2 separate regions of the Nothobranchius furzeri genome follow, and region 2 is linked to region 1. Evidence: chromatin contacts called from public Micro-C data. All regions are on one chromosome and are shown on one strand. The core of a region is the stretch at or near the end of the contact, and the rest is flanking DNA. Distances in the headings are between cores, read along the strand shown.

What was found. Hi-C and Micro-C count contacts between places; a contact is called where the count stands out from the background.
Region 2: a contact with region 1 is called in a Micro-C map of tail fin, with 7 times the contacts expected there. The contact joins the promoter of dnaja3a here to the enhancer-like site in region 1. A contact is called at or near these places in 2 of 2 Hi-C or Micro-C datasets (skeletal muscle and tail fin).

What each region holds. Positions count from the first base shown.
Region 1 is chr12:57,785,186-57,791,019 of NfurGRZ-RIMD1, reverse strand. It overlaps coro7 (coronin 7), which reads left to right. Exons shown (of 28, transcript XM_015945575.3): 10 at 4,332-4,386. Among protein-coding and RNA genes, the nearest start is that of pam16, 20 kb to the right of the region's middle. Within about 2 kb of position 2,474, at least 2 of the 3 cell types and tissues checked have an H3K27ac peak or open chromatin away from gene starts, as enhancers often do. A contact at or near this core is called in tail fin, where this site is marked.
Region 2 is chr12:57,924,355-57,930,188 of NfurGRZ-RIMD1, reverse strand. dnaja3a (DnaJ heat shock protein family (Hsp40) member A3a) reads right to left here and starts at 2,869. Exons shown (of 11, transcript XM_015945583.3): 1 at 2,623-2,869; 2 at 1,619-1,755; 3 at 1,462-1,545; 4 at 1,165-1,371; 5 at 933-1,085; 6 at 716-863. The coding sequence starts at 2,827. coro7 (coronin 7) reads left to right here and starts at 3,132. Exons shown (of 28, transcript XM_015945575.3): 1 at 3,132-3,311; 2 at 4,895-4,991; 3 at 5,171-5,251; 4 at 5,818-5,834. The coding sequence starts at 3,252.

The DNA of each region.
Region 1 (5,834 bases), core at 1,225-3,724:
GGGATGGAAACCTTTCCACCCGGTTCTCCCCAGCGGCAGCTCTGCGCATCTCAGACCGCAGCGGCGCTTGTCTGCTCTGCGGCTGCCGGCTTGTGGAGGTCTTGGAGACCTCTGTGTTCCACCCGGTTTTACCCAGCAGTCAGCCCGGCGTAGCTCTGACTCAGAAGCTCTGGTGTTCCACAGAGTTAGCTCCGGTTGTAGCTAGGTTGCTACCTCCGTTAGCTTAGCTCCCACCTCCGCGTTAGCGTTGGGTTAGCTTCAGGTTAGCTAGTAGCTAGTTCGACCGGGTGTGGTCAGTTGATCCCAGCCTTACAGCCCCACCCTCAGCTCCTCCTCTCCTCCCTTTTGTGGAATTGTCTCGGCTTAACGGAACCTGTGACACGGTCAAAATGGCGGTGGCGGTGGTGGCCACCTCCCATTTTAGCACAAAAACGTGTTATTGGAGTCTATGGAAACCCATTGTCCAATATTTATATGTCGATGGTGCTCACACACAAGAGGACGCAGTGGTTTGGGGGCTTTTTCATAAAGAAATGTGATGCTGATGTATTTTATGGAGGAGTGGACCCCTTCTGTGTGTCCAGATGCCCAATTATATTTACCTCACCTCTTTAGATGTCTGTCATCCGCTTGTCCGTTGGTTCTGGCCCTCCGTTAGTCAGTTATTTCAGAGATTTACTCTTATCTAATACATTATTAAATGACAACAGCATCCTCATTTAGCTGATTGGTCTGAGACTCACAAACACAGATGTGCAGACGAGTAATTTACCCATCATATCTGCTGGTGCTGAAGGCTGCTGTCACGAGCAGAAGGTCATGTTAAGATGTTGGCTCTGGTCTGTATGAGGCGATGGCAGACGTTCTCCCTCTCTCTCTGGTTTATGTAAACTCTGCTATGAGCCGCGCTGCAGAAACTGGGAGGGGATTTCTGGATCATCACAGTGTTGGGGGAATCTGAAATGTCTCGGGACACCAGCAGATGGAGTTTACTTAGCAGCTACTGGTGTTTTCTCAGGTTCTTATTGTGCTACCAGACCGATCCTCTGGGTTCAGGGAACTATTTTAGTTATCTAGATGAGTGTGTGAGGCTGGACTCACTATGCTGTTTAAAGCTTTTTCTGAATGAAGTCCGAATGTTTTTCTTCTCATTCATACTGAGCCCATGCAAGCGAGAGCCGCATGAAGAACTTACAGCAGCAATAACGTGTTTCTGTTAAAATTACACACACGAGTGAGCCGCATCCTTAGCTCCCGCGTACATGTTTACACGAGCTTTAATGTGTGGGAAAAGCTGGCTGCAGGTGAGGTGGAGCATGAACAGTGACTGGGCTCTGCTACTATGTAGATGCTTGACTTGTTTCTCTCCTGCGAGAAAACCAGAGATAAGACCTCAGAGAGGTGGGGGGGTGGGGGGACGGGGACGGGACTGAGGTGCTTAGAGGCTTCCTGTGGACCAACTGGGACACAGGAATATGGACTGGACCTAATGAAGCGTGGCTGCCCCTCGCTGACTTCACAAGCCTGGGGGTAGGGGTGGGGGAAGGGGACTCAGGTCTGAGTCATGCCCACACGCTCACTGACCTCACACCAGGTGTAAGGCCAGCAGAGGAAGATCTGACTGCTTTACCTCACATTTCGCACCTGGCAGGACAAAAGGTTTAGGCCCGTTCACCTGTAGCGGAGTCACTAGAAGGACTAGTCTGTCAGCGTGTCCACACATCAGCTGCTGTCAGATTTGCTCATTCATTCATTCATTCATTCATACTCCGACACAAACAACACAACGTTCAATAATCCAGTTGGGATTTAAAACCTCCAGACAGTTCTGACCTCAGACATTTTTATAAACATTTGGGTTCGTTATATAAAACCATTCATTTATGAGCTTCTCCTGTAACGAGGTTTCTGTGATTATTACTGCACAAACACCAAAGGACCACTAAATAAATGTCTCTTACCACATGTGTAAATAAGCGGATTCATCTCTTCATTCTTTGTTTGGCTTTCCAGAAGCCAGACCTTCTAACTTGTGATCTTTCTCAGCTTGGTGGTGAAATGTATTCATTTTTATTTCCATACAGCTGCCTGACTCTTTTATAAACTATAAATCTGCGGTTTTATGTTAGGTGCGACTCAGGTTGTGTGAGCAAAAGATCTCCTGTTTCAGCACGCTGCTAATAACAAAGATGTGTTCTGTCGTTTGTCACCCATTGACAAACGCTGGCTCCGTCCTTAGCTTCAGGTGACTTTTGTACCTGAATGATTCATCGATGAATCATTTGTCAGCTGCAACTGTAAACAAAAACATTCCTGTGAAAATATTCAGACGGAAATGTAGAACTGACAATCAAACTTTTTGTTATTATCAACTGAGCCGTGGCGACAGAAAAGCGAACGGCTCTTGGTTTGTAACCGGTCAGATGAATTAATGACTCATTGTCACACGCTCTTCCCTTCGCCTGTGACATGTTTCGCTCTCTGGAAAGGCTGTGCGTGTCACCGTGAGCTTCAGCTAACGCTGCCAAACTAACCCTGTCATTATGTTGTCAAACGGGGAGCATTAGTCATGTTCTGTGTCCTTTTGGTCCCCCAGTCCCCTCCAGTTCGCCCTCCAGGTTTTCCTTTAGGTTTCCCTCATGTGTCCCCAAATCGTCTGTGCCCCTTTGGTCCCCAGCTCCCCATAGATTCCCTCTCTTTCGGTGCTGGTCTCTTATAGTTTCCCAAGTTGAAGATTTAGTGTTTTGTTTGTTCTGGTGTCTAATTTCAGATTTGTTAGTTCACTTATCTTTAGTTCTCTGTATATTTATATTATCTAGTTAGTATTTCCCTTTGGTACAATGTGTTCCTTCCCCTCTCTCCTGATCCCTTCAGCTCACACTCCACTCACACCTGTTACCTGTTTCCCTCTGTGTATAAAACCCTGTCTTGTCTCTCAGTATGTGTCGGTCCATTGTCTTTGTCAGTGCTATTCTGGCCCCCTCTAGAAACTCTAGGTCAGGGGTCCCCAATCCTGGTCCTGGAGGGGTGGTATCCAGCAGGTTTAGTGGTTTTTCTGCTCCAACAGACTTTATTCAGTGGTTGAAACACCTGTGCAGCAGCTCATCAGGCTCTGCAGAAACCTGTTAATTAGCTGCTGATTGAAATCAGGCGTGTTGAAACAGAGTTCAAACTAAAACATGCAGGATACCGGCCCTCCACGACCAGGATTGGGGTGCCCTGCTATAGGTTCTTGCTCATAAATGAGCTTTTGTTTTTGCCATTGTGTTTTCTAGACTTTAGGCTTGGCTTCCTGCCCGTTGGATATTCGCTCGTCATCCTAATGAAAATCCTTTTTATTTATTCAACCGCTCCTGCCCGAGTTGTTCTGGTATTCTGCATTTTGGGTCCAAACCTCCTGCTCTCAACGTGACAGCATTACGTCAGCGGGCGTCAGGCTCCAGTGCTGTTCCCTTAGAATAGCACCATTACACGAGGTCATCAGCGTGAGCCGATACCTGGAAGTGTCCCGGCCGGGCCCGGTTCTAGAAACCGCTCTGGAACACAAGGAGACACAAAACACATCAGAAAATAAGGCCCATTTCCGTCATTCCCGATGTGTGTGCAAATATTCCTTTGCTTTGGAAGTCCAGTTGTATATTTCCTTATTAAATCCCAGCCCTCGTAATTCACAAGGCAGCAGGTGACTCCGCTTGTTTAGACCTGCATAAAAGTCTGAAATGAAGCTGGGACAGCAAATTAAATGTGTTGATTGATTGTTCTGGTCTTAAATATTCTAGACATCTTTAAAGGAACAGAAAGCTATGTTGGTAATTAATCAGAGAAGAACACAGTAATATAAGTAATATTTCAGCATCTGGGTGGCATAGTGGTGCAGTTAGAAGCACTGTTACCAACAGCAAGAAGGTTGCAGGTTTAAAACCCGGCTGCAGGCTTTCTGACCAGAGTTTTGCATGTTTTCCTCGTGCATGTGTGTGTTTTCTCTGGGAACGAGGCTTTGCTCCCACTAGCTAAACACGTGAATGTCCACAAATCTCTCTGGATGAAATCACACAAACATCTCTGAGCTGCACCCCACATAAAGCCTGGTGTTTCCAGCTCCAATCCTTATTTTTTTTCCAAGTGCAGAATAGTCTTAAATCTTTTTTATGGTTTTAAAATAAACAACTTCATGAATTTTCCAAGTAAGAGGAAATGCCAGTGGAAAACTCAGCAGCAGCTCATGAATGCCCTGTTCGCTCCTAGCCCATAACTGGACACACTCTGCCATCTAGTGGTACAAAAGAGGAACTTCCACCTGGAGAATTAAATGCACTTTTCTCTCCTTGCAGGATTGTGATCCCCCTCTTTGATGAAGACACCGGTCTGCTCCTCCTCTCTGGCATGGTACGCTGTACATAAACATCTTTTTATTTACACTGTGATGATGATGATAATAATAATAATAATAATTTTTATTAAAAAGCACCTTTCAGGACAGCCAAGGGCAACAAGGCAGATACACAGAGCAAAAACAACACAAACATATGAAACAGAAATGTACAAATAAAAACGTTAAAACTGTTGTAGGATAATCTGAATAGGTAAGATTTGAGTTTGGATTTGAAGTTTGGAAGAGGATGAGTGGTGCAAAGTTCAGGGGGGAGAGAATTCCAGAGGTGGGGAGCAGAGCGGCTGCATGCCCCACTCCCCAAAGTGATGAGGCAGGTGGAGGGAGCTGAAAGTTGAGGAGCAAAGTGAGCGGACAGGAGTCGTGATGTGAATAAGTTCAGATATGGAAGATGGAGCCTGGTTATGAAGAGCTTTGAAAGTGATGAACAGAATTTTGAACTGTCAGTAGAGATGTTCAGTGTGAGGAGGCTGGATATAAACCAAGAATGAGTTTCTTGAAGACAGAAGGTCAGGGAGGATCTCTAGTTTCTAGGTCTAGGATGCCCTCAGGGTGAATGCGGTCAGATGAAGTTTTGCATCTGAGGCAGTTTTGCAAAGAAGGTTTGACCTTGAAGGACGGTTCAATGCTTTACTGGCTCAGCTTGGCCGGGCTGAGCAGAGCAGAACTCAATGAATCCAGGAAGCGAATTATTTTTTAAAAACTATTATTTATCAATTTGGACAAATCAGAGCTTAACAAGTTTGAAGTGGGTGGTTATCAAAGACCTCAGACACCACTCTCCACTCTAAGAACGTTGTTTCACCTAATGTGGAGTAAATCTTATTAAACATTATTGTGAAGTAAATATATTAAGCATTCATAATCATATTATTAATGTGTGAATATACTGATCATTAAAATCATTATTACATTCAACAAGTAGACTAATGTGGTGTAAATAAGATCTGAAATAAGTCATTATAGGAATTAATATCCATGTTAACTCATTATTCATTACAGTAAAGTATTCAGCATTATAAATGTATACATTTAAAACATATTGTAGGTACACAGGATATGACTGTAAATACCTTGTAAAGTTAGAAAAGTTATTCTATGAGCCCAAAACAAAAGATAACTTTATTAAAAGGAGATAGATAAGCAGTCTTGTGTCCTCAGAGGCACCAGGAGTCTTGTGATATGGAAAGCACAAGTTAAGAGATATCCATAATCGACCTTCTGATGTCAGGTTGACACCCTGTGTCATTGCAGAAAGATAACCTTTGGCCCATTTGATGAAATAGATTAGCCATGCTACAATGGTGATGATGATGATGATGATGATGATGATGATGGTTATTATGGAGATGATGATGGTTGTGATGGTGATGATGGTGGTGGTGTTGGTGATGATGATAGTGATAATGAAAATGGTGATGATGGTGATGATGTTGATGATGAT
Region 2 (5,834 bases), core at 1,620-4,119, 140 kb before region 1:
TAATTTAAGACCTTTGGAAACTGTATTTAAGGATTATTTGTCATTTTTAAGGATTTTCAAGGCCTTAAATTTGGAAAAGTAAATTTAAGACTTTTTAAAGACCCGCGGATACCCTGCAAACATTTACACATTATTTAGCTAAGATGTAGTTCTAATACCTTTGAGAGATCTCCCTAAAATAATCACACAAAAAATACTGACTGATTAAAGACATTTACCAAAACATGCATAATGTAGTGTAGCTGCAGCACAAAAGGCTGCAACTTTATGAAATTATTCCAGGAAGAAAACCAATTTGTTACACAACCTGATACATCTTCCTTTGTAGAGCTGTATTTAAAGATCATTTTAAATATTGAGTAAAACAATTAAATTTTAAATAAGGATGCACTAACACCAGATACTTTCAAACCGAGTACGAGTACTCACTTTTGAGTATTTGATGATAACGAGTACCGATATGAGGACAAATAAATGGCACTACACTCCTTGCAAATAAATTTAAATGGTTGTATTTTCATGAAGATTTCTAGAAATTGCTCACTCAATCAGTGTTTTAGGCTTTTATAGAAATGCGCTTTAGTAGCGATGACAGAATCTCTCGTACGCAGGACGGCAGCACATGGGTCAGTTTCAGGGCACCCACACAAACAAAGCCCATCTGGGGGGTTTACCAGCTCATTTTAGGATATTAGGAAAACCCAACCAAACAGACCTGCAGGTACCGGAACCATCACCATCTTCCTCTGCTTGGTTTGCCCGGAGCCCCGACAGAAGGTGCAGGGCGTAGAGACGACTGACCCTTTGCCACCACAGCGACGGCACGTGGACCGCATCACAAACGGGCCGGTGTTTATGGTCTCCTAACAGACGGATAGCACGTGTTTAGAAATGCGTTTTACATTATGACAACAAAGTGTGAGAGTCCCTACCATGCCGGAGCCGTTGCAGTGGTTACAGTGCTGAACCTTGGTGCCCGGCTCATGGCCTTTACCGTCACAGCGCGGGCACGTCAAATCTATGTTGATAGGCAACTCCTTGTTGACTCCCTTTGCAGCCTGAGTGAATGTCAGCTCCATCATATACTGCAAAAATCAGAACAAGTCAGTGAACAACCACGCTAAATGATACACCTCTATTTTCCTTTACCCACATCCCTCTAACCTCTTGTGGCTGATCAAACATGGAGTTGATGTCTCCAAAGCCTCGGCCTCCGGAAAATTCTCCAAAGATTTTGCGGAAAAGCTCCTCTGGGTCCATGTGGCTGGCCTGTCCTCTCCAGTATTGCTGCCCTCCTCCTGCCTGACCAGCATCAAACCCTGCTGAGCCATAAGTGTCGTACTGCTTCCTCTTCCCTTCATCACTAAGAACCTGCAAGGACCAAAGGGCAAGGGTTAAAAAAAGATATTCATTCATTTTAAGAAAACTCCAGTTCATGTGTCTGCAAGCCTGAAGTCAAACCTCATATGCCTCAGCCAGTTGAGCAAATTTTTCTTTAGCTTGTGGATCCTCTTTGTTGGTGTCAGGGTGGTACTTTTTGGCCATCTAGTTTACACAGAAAACAACGTCAATGACTGAGATAGCAGACCAGCTAAAGGTCGCTCAGGCAGGAACGGACCTGATAGTACGCTTTCTTTATCTCTTTCTGAGTTGCGGTGCGAGGTACCCCAAGAACCTGGTAGAAGTCTTGCTTGCTGCTCCAAGGGACACTTGTGTGGAAGGACGCTGTGTATACGGCGTGGGTGGGTTTGAGGCCTGAAAGGTGTCCAACAGAGTGAGAGGGTAAGTACAGTGCTGTAGCTGAAGCTGTTAGGTTAGTTATGGAGAAACCCTAATAAGGTCCATCTCGGTCTCAAATGCTGTGAGTCTGATTATTTATTATGATAAAATACACTTATGAAACAACAACTAACGACTTTATACTTTGCTTTGAACGTCATCTTGATCAAAAGTTCTTCAGGTATCCAAAGATGATCAGGACAAAGCATCCCTCAGGACCCGTGTCTGGTCAGAGAGAGTTCAACTGTAGTAATTTTCTTTTGTTTAAGCACACCGTGGTGGGTGGACTGAAGAAAAGGGTAAAACAGCCTAAAAGGGTAAAACTGCCTCCGTCTAAGACTTCAATTACAACAGTCAGGAAGTAAAGTAGCAGGAAATGAGGAATGGATTAGATTTTTAACACATTACTGTACATAACCAGCTAGGACGCGCCGTCACTAGTGCTGGTGGCACTGTGGCAACTCTAAATCATTACACTAGATACACGTTGGTATTAACATAAATACTTATCTTGGAAGCTATTATTGTTACATGGCTAAACTGTAAATCATATCAAAGGTGGAGGTAGTCAACGAAATAAAAACAAAAAGCACAATTAAATATTAGAAATGACCTGCACCAGATCACCCAGTCAGAAAGTAGTGACCTGATTACATGTCGTTTAAACAACATGCTTAATGCGCTTTTGAGTGAATATGTGAGTGTTATAAACTTAAAACACCACTACAGAGATTTTGGGCTAATATAGGTTAACTTTGAAGTAGTTGTTTTAGTTTTACGTCGTTTCAGAAAGGAGTTGCAGCTTTAGCCTAGCCTAGCTTAGCCTTGGCAGAGATACACCACCTGACAGCCCTCTCAATGTCAACGCTTTTCCTTCTTCGCCGCACAACTGGCCCCTTCCGCGGCACAGGTACCCCTCTCCCAGGGTAGAAAACCGCCGGAACCCCACATTATCAGAGGATAAAAGGGAACCGGCTGCCCTTCGAGGTCCAGAGGACACGACGGATGTAATCCAACGTGAGGAACAGATAGCAGCTGAAGACGCCATCGTTCTCACCGGCTCTAGATACACTGCGCATGCCCAAGACGGAGAGGGCGTTACTGCGCTCTGAGTAAAATAGTAACTTTTATATAATTTTTAATTGTTTATTTTTAAACACTCCAAACATAATGAATAAAAGTAAAAACAGACACAACTAAATTCAATTATTAATTATTTGGTTTCAGAATCAGCTGACAAGTAATCAGTGATGCAACTGATTTATGTTCCGGGGTTGCACGTGACAGAGAACCGTATCGTTTTGGTTAGCTGAGGAAAGTCTCCGCCCAATCGGACAGCTCGGAAAGTCAAAGCGAGCAAACACTGCGCGGCAAACCTGAAGCTGTCAGCTGCAACTGGAGCACAGTGCAGTATCACCAACCCGCTCGACTGAGACACCCGGAAGGCACCAAAGTCAGTTTGAGAGGGCAAGATGAATCGGTTTAAGACCTCCAAATTCAAAAACACCACTCCGAGAATAGCCAAGAAAGATGTAAGTAGCGCACTAGCAGGTAGATAAAAAGCTCTCCTAGCTAACACCCTATCACAGGTAAAAAGCAGAGCTACTTTGGGAAACGCCTGTCCGCTAAGGGATGTTGCACTTCCTGCATCTGGAAGCCCAAAACAAGGAGACAGCACGAGAATATAAAACACATTTTCTACCACATTACCTAATAAAGGAATGGAAGAGCTAGCATAAATAGGGATGTATGTTAATTTACACCTATTACACGTCTATTACTAATGTTAATTTATCCTCTGCTTTCTGTGCTCGTTTAGATTTTTTATGGTTTGCTGGGAATCAGAGAGAAAGACAGAATTAAAAAAATGTTGGATGCTATCAGCTGGAATGGCTGCTAGACAACAATTGTTGCAAGAGTCGACGTGTCTGGACCACATTTCAAACGTCTTGCATACAAATCTGTTTGTCTCTCTTCGTTCAGTTCAAAGTTACAGAGCACGCAGCTTCCTTTTACTTTGTCTTTTACGTAACTCCTGCATCCACTGGCGGACGTGGAGGTGGTGCCTTGCTCCTGTGAATGTTAAACCTGCACTTGAGTTGGCCGTGCTGTTGCAGTCACCGTGACTGAGTCACGTGTTATCGTTTCAAACACTGCACGAGTGAAAATAGGACACGAGGCAGAGTCAGTGACCAGGCACAGGGGAGGAAGGAGAGACTTTTAAGCAAGGTAAAGAGGAATATCTTTGTCCTCAGATGTCCTTCCACTCGTCTTTTGATGCTCCTGTTGCTAAATCACTTTCTAAATATGAGCGAGTGCGTTACAGTTAAACCCAAAACTCAGCGAGTTAAATAATTAAACTAGTAGTTGTAGATTAGTACTCCTATGACCTAATCTGAGCAATGTTTCAGCTGTTGAGCGGGGGACAGCAAATGGTCAGCTCAGCGACTACATGGTTGTCAGGTGTTATCAGTCACACATCATTAATCCTCCACCACCGTGCTGGAAAGCAGGTGGGATTCGTTTTTTTCTGTTCCTGTGTTTCTTTGCAAATTTGCAAACTTTGGTCATGCTGCCAGGTTCTTGTTTCCAGTGAGGCACGTCTTGTTCCAGGTAACCGGTGTGATGCTTTGTCTGATGTTACTGTTAGGATTCTTAACATGTCAGAATCTAAGACTGCCCTGAGCTCTCTTAGTGCTGTGCTATAATTTCTAACCCATCAGCTGAATTATTAGGAAGACTTTTTTCATTTTTTAAAATCAGGTCTCATTTTTCTTTCGAGAGAAGCTGTTTAAACATTCATGCACGTCTTTGAATGCCACTTGGAGAGCTACACAAACCAAACGACTAATGTTTTTCAGAGAGAAGCTGTCTCTGAGAGGTCCTCAGGCTGCAGGTTGCACAACAGCTTTAAAAGTTGCTTGCTGTGCCGCGCAGGGAGCACTTCTTCTTCCTCAGCTCTGCTCTTTCTGAAATGTCTGCACTCAGGTCCTTCCTGTTTACAAAGAGTTATAATAACTTTGTTGTGTGTTCTCCTTGACACTATGAAACAGTCTGTTTTCTCCCTGCATTCTTATGATCTTTTTTCTCATGCTCCTCTTGTTTTGTAATTCAGGAATGGATCAGCGATGTGAGCGCTGGCTCCTTTTCCAGCCAGGGGAACCGCATCAAAGCAAGCTCCAAGCTGGTAGCTTTTAACACCGATCAGGCTGGTATGACTAATGGAGTGACACCGACCTTAATGCATTAATGCTTTTAGCTTGGTTTGTGTTTGTTCTGCTTATTTATGCCTGGATTTATTAAAGCCTCAGTGGACCCTCACTAAATAGAGCTTATTTATGTATCATAAATAGGATTTAATCCATTTTCTGTATGTTGCACATATCTGCAGGTGGGGGCTTAGTGGGCCTGACTTCAGTCACACCTGGTTCAAATGGCCAACGGACAGTCGCCCAGATTTCCTGCCATGCTGGTAAGTTTTTACGTATGTCCCTCCTGTTTTGCACATGTTTAATTTAAATGACCAAAGATTCTGACAATGCAGTTACACTATTTAAGAGGAGAATAACTCTTAATGGGCTCATGCAGGATTACGATGCCTGCACAGCTTTCACATTTCAAATAACTACATTTAACAAAGTCATTCAAATGGAAAATTCAGATCCTGGAAGTAAAAACTTCCACATGTAAGATCTTTACTTTGTTATAACAGCTGTTACTGGTGTTCTATTATTATTGGTCAATGTTGCGTTCACGGACCAAAAAAAAAAAATCTGATTTTTGCAGAACCGATCCACTCACCTGCTGATTTCTTGATGTATTTCTATTTTCATCCTTTCGATTAGTGATTTAATGTTTAAAAACATGACATGAGTCATGTGATATGTGCAGAGATCCAACGTTAAAGGCTGTGCTGTTACTGGTTAATTGTGTTTGCTTTATTCAGCAGATTTAAGACAATAAATAAAAACGACTGCAAACGTTTCCCTTTAGCCAAACAGCTGTGACTCACATCTGCTTTTCCTTCCTTCCCACCAGATCTGGTGACTGATATG